Linked DNA regions of Mus musculus: all the other regions are linked to region 1. A link is a contact called in public HiCAR-type and promoter capture Hi-C data. All regions are on one chromosome and are shown on one strand. Each heading gives the region's core, a stretch centred on a gene start, on an enhancer-like site or on the middle of the called end of the contact. The rest is flanking DNA. Distances are from core to core; before and after follow the strand shown.

Region 1 (3,002 bases), core at 156-2,655:
GTTGACATCTATATGACTTATTAATATATAGACACAGAAGTACACACATACAAATATATACACACAGTCCTTGTTTTATCAACTAGAGAGAAGCCAAGGTCCTCTGAAATGAGGAAATTCCCTTATAGTGGTTGTCTGCAGGCAAGTCTGCGGGAACATTTTCTGGACTAATAACTGATGTAGGAGGAACCAGCCCACTGAGTAGAGCCACCCTGTATTTTAAAAGCAAACTTAGCTAGCTAGCCATTGGGAGAGCAAATGCAGCTTGCCCCCACCCCCACCCCTCACCTCTGGTTTCTGCTTCAGTTCCTGCCAGGAGTTCCTCCTATCTTGGCCTCCTCTGAGATGACTGTAACCCTTTCCTCCCCAAATTGCTTTTTGTCAGTGTTTTATCACAACAAGAGAAACCTAAGTTGGACACACTCACACAAAATACACCTAATCAAATCGGACACTGAATTGGCTTCATTCTAATTAAAAAAACAGCTCTACAAACTCCATAGCCAGTTTCTAGTCTGTTTGGGGGGGGGGGGGGGATGAAGTTGTGCTTTCAGAAACCACGAGACACCGTTAACGGACAAGCCTGTTCAACTCTCAAATTACTGACATGATGTGTGCAGCATGCAGAAAGCAAACGTGAAGCCCTGGTCCTCCACACACGTCAAATTATGAAAAGCTCATGAAAGTGGGTAGAAAACGGAGATTTAAGAAGACGTGAACACCGCTTCCAAATGAGACAGGGCAGAAGTGCGGGGCACGTGAAGGGGAAGGCGAATGAAGTCTTTTTTATTTTTTTCTATCAGTCAGCTTATCTTATTTGCAATAAATTCTTTTAATTGTAGCCATTATAATTATTAAAGTTCTTTCAACTTTGATTTACTAAAACCTTGTCCGTTTCTTCTTTAATGTATATCCCCAGTCAAAACAGCAAGGATCAAATCGAAGGAGTCTTCAAACGAGATCGGCTCCTGGAAGACAGGGACAGAAGCTGGAACCCTTACTTACTTCTTGTTCTCGCTGTAGAAACGTGCCTGGAGTTGTGCCATGGCTGAATATACACACGAGACTTCTCCACGAAAATGTGTGCGTTGATAATCAAGCAGCTCTAAGGTAGACTGCGCCGCAAGCGCAGCAGGAGCTAGGCTTCAGTTAGCTCCCTCAGGTTCCTACAGAACATACCACGAGGTTCGATTTCCACCAGCGCCCAGCCCGCACACATCAAGTACCTATTCCGAGATTTAGGAAACATCGATTAGTCAAGCGTAGTCCTAAAAGCATCCAGTCCCCTTAAGACTTTTGTTTCTTATCTATCTAGATTCGTAATCTATTAGGAAAATAAAGAAAATAACTAGCTTGAGCCAAATTTTAAGCGTGTCTTTAGACCCAGACCCTTTAGACTCAGCGCTCAGATACTACAAACCCCAGAAGGGAGCGCGTTTCAGACCCTCTGAACACTGGGAGTTGTAGGCTTTATTTATTTTGCCACACCGCATTTAGGGTCTCATATCTGCTTTTAATACTCCTTTCTCCGGGCAGATATTACACTTCCTGCTTCTTTATTCTGAGTGACAAAGGTCCCATCTGTTCGTCTTGTGTGCACTGTTCCAACAGCCAAATTCGGCCGAGACCATGTGTTCTTACCTCTGGCTTCAGAGCGGAAACTCGGGAAAGGAGAACGAGTCGGAAGGGAACTGGGCGACGGTGGCTGAGAAGGGTCTAATCTGATGGACCTGCGCTGCGCCTCCAGGAGGGGTGCGCCTGCGCATTGTGCTGGTCTCCACGGCGCGGCCTCGGAGCCAAGACGAGGTTGAGTAGTCTCGTTTTGAATTTTCTCCCTTCTGCTTACGGCGGACTCCCCTCTCGCGTTGTGGGGCTCGCTGCGGCGGCAGGGTTGGGGGAGCCGGAGGCCTGGCAGAGCTGTCTGTGCCCAGCGACCGGACGCTCCCTCCCAACCTCCCTTCGTCCCCCTGCCGCCTCCTCCCGTCACCTCCTGACCCTCCCGGGCTGGGAGCAACCGCCGGCCCCCGCCCCCGGCCGTCGCCGGACGCCGCTGTGCGCTGTCCCTGCGCCCTCGTCCGCCTCCACGGCGGCTCCTTCGCCGTGGGCCCGGGAGGGGCCCCGCGGCCGGGAGAAGGCAGGCTGCCGCAGGGGGAGGCGAGGTGTCTGTCCCGCAGAGGGTGCGGAGCCCGAGAACGCACCACCGCCACGGAGCATCCGAGTCCTGGGCCGGAGCGCCCGCCCGAGAGGGGCCTCTCCCCTCCTTTCCGAGTCTGACGTTTAGAAAAGTGTCCTCTGCACCTTCTCCCCTGCTTTCGGGCTTCTTTTATTATTATTATTATTATTAATTATTAATTATTTTTTTAATCTTGATGTCACTCAAAGGCTTGTCTCGGTCTCAATGGTCTCGATTATTACTCTAGTTATTTTCCTGAGTGGAGAATAGATGGGGGCTATTACTCTTAAGATCCCAAAGTCACTTTTTTAAGGCATTCGTCTGAAAACCTCCGGGGGTAGGGTGGGGTACAGGGACACACTACTCTGAGACAGCAATTTAGAGTCAGGCAGAACTGGATTGCAAAATGTGTTGGCTTAGCGGTATGAGTGAACCAGTGAATATGGTGAGAGGTTTTCTATATGTCGCCTAATTAAATTTAAATCCGTAGAAAACTAGAAGTTATCTAGTCAGTTGGAGGCGAAAACAATCATTTGTTAAGTGGACAACGACCCAAAAAGCATGACTGTTCTCAGTTTATTCATTTTACAGAATTGCATGCCCCATTACAGGAATGCCTGAATTTGATTCTACCTGTTACTTAACCTCTGTGCCACACTAAGATTAGCTGTGACAATTTAATGTCGCATAAGAAGCACTCAGAAAATGTTAACTATTTTTCTCATAAGAGCTACCAATAGAAGTTTTTACCACTGATGTAGGTGGAGGCATAAAATGAGAAAAACCTCTGCCCAAAATACAGGGAAAAAAAATTTCCTTGTTCAGATTG
Region 2 (3,002 bases), core at 134-2,633, 1.6 Mb before region 1:
AAGGTATCCAAATGTCAAAAAGGCAGGGTATGCCTGTTCAGCCTCAAATGCATTTATACAACATCTCCGATTTTTAAGATATTTTATGTAATACAAACAAAATCACCTCAACTGAAATTCCTACCAAGACCTCCTAAGAGAATGTCCCCTTCTTTTCTGCAATTCCTCAGAAAAACACTACCTAACAGATACACAAGAAAACTGCAATCTGGGAGGCTGACTAGACAGCTCAGTGGCTAAAAGCACGTGTCCTGCAAGCGTCAGAATGGGAACTGAGATCCTTGTAGTCATTTAAAAGTTGAGGAGCACTCAGAACTGGGGAGGAGGAGAATGGGGTTCCCCGAGGCAAGCTGGTTAACCAACAAGGACCCGGTTAGAGTAAGACCCCGCCTCAGTTAAGAACGATCCAAAAAGACATCTAAAATTAACACACACTACCGGCACATATGCACCAACATCCACATGAATGCACATGCCCATAATCAACCAATGAAATGCAGATATCCACAGGGAGCATCTATAACGGATAGTGATTATCTGTAGGGCTAAAGGGTCAATTCTCTTCACAGTCAACTAACTACAAGGCAGCACCAAGTGTTGGCAGCCATGCACTTTCCTCTGGGAGTAAACACATTTTTCAAACCAAGCACTGCCCCAAGGAGACCTTTAGGGACACCCGGCCGGGACAACAGAACAGACTTCAGCAGTCGTTCCATCCCGCGATCCCTTGAGCTACATCCCTCCGAGTTCCTTCTCCTCTGGCAGAACACTGCCATTTTTGTTACAGTTCCTTTTCATTCTCTTCTCAAATAAAGGGCCGGGTTAGCCGGAAAGCAGGCACGGTCCGTGCAGGAGACTTCTCGCCACAGGACAGCCTTGGCTTTCGCAGACAGCGCCTCTCACCCAGGGGGGCTGCTCCCCAGCATCCTCCAGCCTGCGCCCGGCGGCCTCGTCATCTCCCGCCATGGTGGGCGAGCGGCAAGGCCACGGGTGTCGGGGGAAGCGCGCAGTGAGCCGCGGCTGCAGCAGGGCGCACTGGGACTCACCTCTCGAGTCCGAGCCGGCGGGAGGGAGAACGGCCGCGAGGCTCACTTGAGCCGCCAGCCAGGACTCCCGCCGCCGCGGAACACCCCAGAACGGCCCGGGGAGGCCAGCGTCTAGGGAAAGAGTCGACCGGTCCAAGCCGAACCTGCGCGCCCAGCAGGGCAAGGGAGCTGCGCGCAGCACACTGAATCCCCGGCCGCCGGTGGGCGGTGCCCTAAGAAACCAATGGGGAGCCGAGCCGCCCAGAGCGACGGCGCCGCAAGCCCGTTGACTCGGGCCATAGGCCCTCGCTCAGTCGGAAAACAGATCCCCCAACCAATAGTGGGTTCCCGGGCTTTCCTCATCTCTTCAGTTTCCGTTTCCGGGGGAAGGGACCGTGCGCGGAGCACGCCGGATCTCTGGAGAGACAAGTGTGTGCTAGCTGTCTGGAAGTTAAGGGCAGCGTCCCCGGTTGTACGGTTGGTTGGTGTTTTATGTCAATCTTAATATTGTTAGTCTAGCTGCTCTGAGGAAAAAAAAAAAAAAAAAAAAAAGATAATGAAGATGGATTCGCTTGAGGAACAGCGAATACCTGCTCGCATATGATGCAAAGGGATCTCAAGGGTTTGAGGGAGGGCGGAGCCAGAGCATGAACAAGAAAATAGGACCATACAACTAATGAAATAAAGACACGAAAAGGGGGCTTATACAGAGGAAATGAGAAGGAAAACGAGTGAATCTGGCTGGGATACATGAAAATATTTGTTTACTAACAGGACTACGTCATTTGGATTCGCTTATTCCGAACTTATCATACTTAGAACCAACAGTAAGAATACAATACTCAAGTAGAGGCACCTCTGAATAACTGAGCTTCTGGGTAATTGAACGAGAAGAAACTGAACATACAGTCTTGGGGAAAGTGCTAGAATAAGGCAGCTGAATACTTACTCATTCTTGCCAATGGATATAAACACACTGGCTATAAATGTGATGCCTAGAGAGCACAAATCCCAAAGTTCCAACCTTTGTATCATTTCATTGAGCTCTGAAAATCAAGCTCACAACTTGGGTTTGGTTCACTATCTTAACACCACCTTGTGGTTAGGTTTTTGTTTTTAACCATATCAAGGACCGTCCGGGGCTAGGCTGGTAACTGGGCTTCCAGGTGACCTGCCGGTGGTTTGCTTCTAGGTCTCATCAGAGCTACCTGGTGGCAAACTTCTATTGCACATGCATTGCGTTATTTCAAGTCATACAAAATGGTTTCCAAGTTACAGAGAATGATTTTTAAGTTATGTTCCTAACAGCAGGGCACAGGATTATATAATTATAAGACCAGAAGGAATCAGGAACACTTTCCTTAAAGGAAGAGATATGAAAACTAAGGCCTGAATTGATTTGAATTTTCTAGGAAGAAAAGCAAAATGAAAATAGATGAATAAAGTGTCAAAGTGTCAGATATTATGAATTACAAGTTGGTACTTAAGGGACTGGCCACATTTGTATTGAAAGATTATCTGTGGAATATAATAGTGGGAAGGAAGAAATGGAGTCAGACTTTTTGGGAGCTGTTTAGAACAGTGGTTCTCAATCTTCTAATGCTGGACCCTTTAACACTTCCTCATGTTGTGGTAACCCCTGATCATAACGTTTTTGTTTGTTTCTTTTTGCTACTTCATAACTGTAATTTTACTACTGTTATGAATCATAAATGTAAATATTTCTGGAGATAGGGGTTAGCCAAAGGGGTTATACTTCACAGGTTGAGAACCACTGGTTTAAAGATTCCAATTGAGAAATGTGAGGATACTTTACATACATCCGTATTTCACTTTTGTTGGACAAATTATTTAATCCGGACCCAAATTACTACCCACCTTTGATCATTTAGTTTCCGGATAAAACATACACACAACCTTTATAAACCTTAAACAGCACAAGAGCTGGGCAGATACCTACCCTCTATGCTATTAGAA
Region 3 (3,002 bases), core at 297-2,796, 1.1 Mb before region 1:
TCATTTTTTTTTTTAAGACATAAAGGCATCCAGGTGGATTTGGAATGAGCTCTTAGTGTGTTAATGAGCAGTTCTATGAGGGATGAGACTAGCAGACAAGAGTGTACAATTTGTTCAGAGGGCTAAAGTGGGAGTTACGGATGCATTCATAGTCAAGGAATGATGGAGCGAGTACTAGCAAACTATGAAAATTCTTCTTAACCATTCTTTTAACCTGGTTCATAACTTTGAGGCAAAGCAGGTATGGGTGTAAATCTCGACTTGATACAGAAAGTCTCCAGTGCAACTAGTGAGCAATGTGCGTGGTTAGGTGAACCGTGTACATCATCACATCAGTAAAAATGGGTATGGGTAAGAGCACTGTCTTTCACATAGGTATGTATGTGCTGGTTAAACATCTGAGGCTTGCCAGATACTACCTAATTTTAAAAATAGAAAGCTGGAGAGTGGCCGAGATGATAAAGTGCCTTTAATTTTGCCCTTTCCCACCACCAAATGTCCTTCACAATTCGTTTTCAAGTGTCACCACCATTAATATGCTATTTGGAGCTCACTGTAGCTCAGACTTTTAACAGGACAGCAAAGATTTGAAAGGTCACAAACATTTTTACTAAGGTAGAGCAAGAACTCTGAGTCTAGCTCATTTTGTTCAGTGGTCCTTACATAAGCTAAGTGAATTTCCAGCGAAATATTACCATCTTTCCTGATGCAGAAAAAGATGCATAAGCAGGTAATTGACTTCACTGCCATAATTGTGATTTAAAAAAAAAAAAAAGTGTCTGGGACTCAGAAGTGCTGGCACTGGAAAACACAACTGCCAATATTCATTCTTTTTGCTTCAACCAAAAGTCTTTCTGTCTGTCTGTCTTCCTTATTTCTTTTAAAAAGACATGTGGCGTTTGGTTCCAAATCAATTACAAATAAAAGCCCAATAAAGAAAGAGCTCTTTCTAGTGTCCTTTCCTCCCATTTGCATCACAGATGGCCACCGAGAGCTTAAGGTTTAACGTCCAGACACTAAAGCCACTCATCCTAAAACGACAGAGCTCCAGATGGACTCTGTCTGGCAAAGGATGGGAAGCTGCCAATCTTCAGAGGTGCAGATAGGGTGAATCCCGGAGGCTACCGCCCAGTTCCCATCAGTTTGCACCCACACTTGGGAAACATCCCTTTCCCATCTCGGGGCGGAATCCTTCCGTGAGTGACCTCTGGGGACCAGAGGGACGCGGGACAGGAAGGCTTCTCTGCCTTTGAGAGAAGTTGACAAGGGCAAGTTCGAATCGCACGCGGGAGCTTACTCACGGGAATGGCCCGGCGTCCTCGCTCTTCCGCCCACACTCGCTCAGGAAGAAGCCCCTAATGCGCGGCAGCCTGAGAGCAGCATCTGAAGCAGCCGCCGCCGCCACCGAGCTAACCCCCCCGGGCGTGGCAGGAACTGGCAGGCGCTCTCACATCATCACCGGGCGACCTTGGAGCTGCAGTGACGCCGGTTCAATGGCAGCCCCCACCCAGCTAGGGAAGCTAAAAAGGAGACCCACTCTCCCAACAGGCTTTGCGGCCCTAGCGCAAAGCCTTCTGGGAACTGTAGTTTGCTTTCCGTCCCGCCTACAGCTCGAGGGCCCCGCCTCCTCACTCCAGAGCTAGAAGCTGGAGGCGCGGTGGGGCGGAGCGGCGGGCCCCGACCCCGCTGGGGTGGGGCGAATCCCGTCCCGGCCGGTTGCCCCGGGCTAGGGCAGAAGTCCAGGCCGACCGGCCTTCTCCAGGCCGTGCTGCACTTCTGTGCCTTGAGGCTCACCCTGGAAGCCGGCCTAGTGTTTTCGCCTCGCCCCTTCGCGAGGCAGGTCCCGGGGCTCGCGCGTGTCGCCTCCCCTCAGCGCCCGCTGTCTGGAGAGTCGCTGGCCTTGGTCACCGCCTAGGTAATGAGGGGAGGCAGGCCAGCACGGGATGGTGTGGGGACCCGGGGAGCGACAGGGAACGCAGGTCGGTAGGTGCACAGCGGAAGGCTACAAGGCCAGTCCTCGCCTCCGCTCCTTACCGGAGTTGACACGGCCGGCCGAGCAGCCGCTGGAGTCTGCGGGACGCCGGCTCCCGCTCTCTGTCTCTGTGCCAGCGCACGGGGGGGCCGGGGCTCCCGGGTGCCCAGCAGCGGTGCCAGGTGCAGGAACCCAGCTACCGCCGCCCCGCTCCCCCAGCTCTTACCTTTGGTAGCGCACACAGGCCTGGCGACTTCCCAAGCTGAAGACACTCTGGCCCCAGACCTGTCTGCTCAGAGACGTCGAAGGGACCTTTTTCCAAATTAAATGTCCAGGCTTCGTTTTGTCTTCAGTGTTTACATTTGATGTCTTGTTTTCCCCTCGTGGGTTTGTTATGTCAAATACCTTTCCTCCAAACTTGATCATGATTTGTGACAGCACCTGCATAGCACAGTGCTTGGCACTCCGTAAATATTTGTTGAAACCATGAGTCATGATACTAAGTTTGGAAAATTGGATTAAGCTGTGTGCTTCGCTATGATCTTTGTTAAGGTTTTATGAGATTTCAAGATCACCTTGAGAATTACTGTAATTTTGAAGCCTAACAAAGAGTATTGGTAGGTTTTTTGTTTTTGTCGGCATTTCCTGTAACAGTAGACCATTGAATACCTCGATTAACGCAAAACCCAAGTCTTGTAAATACATAGCCCCTCTGGTGTCCATTTAAAGTGTTAACCTTTCAAATGAAAGGCCTGGGTATGACTTCTATATTATGCAACAAATTAGATTATTTATAAAGCTTTATTGTGGTTAGCTTTTTAGGTACAATTGCAAGGGACTACACTGAAGTACTCATCATTATGTTTAGGAATACAGGTTTCTTAAATATATATATATATATATATATATACATATACATATATATATATACACATATATATATACATACACACACACACATATATATATACATATATATGCACACATTTATGAGTAAATACATACACACATATTTTAAAGATGGGGTCTC

The links. Promoter capture Hi-C pulls out the DNA fragments that hold promoters and counts their contacts. HiCAR-type assays count read pairs that join an accessible place to other places.
Region 2: a contact with region 1 is called in a HiCAR-type map of astrocytes, with 4 times the contacts expected there. The contact joins the promoter of Orc2 here to the promoter of Wdr12 in region 1. A contact is called at or near these places in 1 of 115 datasets of contacts at active chromatin or transcription factors (astrocytes) and 2 of 9 other capture datasets (adipose tissue and liver).
Region 3: a promoter capture Hi-C map of liver shows a contact between it and region 1, with 3 times the contacts expected there. The contact joins the promoter of Trak2 here to the promoter of Wdr12 in region 1. A contact is called at or near these places in 2 of 39 promoter capture datasets (both in liver), 1 of 115 datasets of contacts at active chromatin or transcription factors (astrocytes) and 1 of 9 other capture datasets (adipose tissue).

Annotation. Positions count from the first base shown.
Region 1 is chr1:60,096,502-60,099,503 of GRCm38.p6, forward strand. It overlaps Wdr12 (WD repeat domain 12), which reads right to left and starts at 1,406. Exons shown (of 13, transcript NM_021312.5): 1 at 1,006-1,406. The coding sequence starts at 1,046. It overlaps Carf (calcium response factor), which reads left to right and starts at 1,746. Exons shown (of 16, transcript NM_139150.5): 1 at 1,746-1,806.
Region 2 is chr1:58,503,726-58,506,727 of GRCm38.p6, forward strand. Orc2 (origin recognition complex, subunit 2) reads right to left here and starts at 1,384. Exons shown (of 18, transcript NM_008765.3): 1 at 1,047-1,384. Gm15834 (a long non-coding RNA gene) reads left to right here and starts at 1,391. Exons shown (of 4, transcript XR_865442.3): 1 at 1,391-3,002.
Region 3 is chr1:58,971,936-58,974,937 of GRCm38.p6, forward strand. Trak2 (trafficking protein, kinesin binding 2) reads right to left here and starts at 1,547. Exons shown (of 16, transcript NM_172406.3): 1 at 1,302-1,547. Stradb (STE20-related kinase adaptor beta) reads left to right here and starts at 1,587. Exons shown (of 12, transcript NM_172656.6): 1 at 1,587-1,915.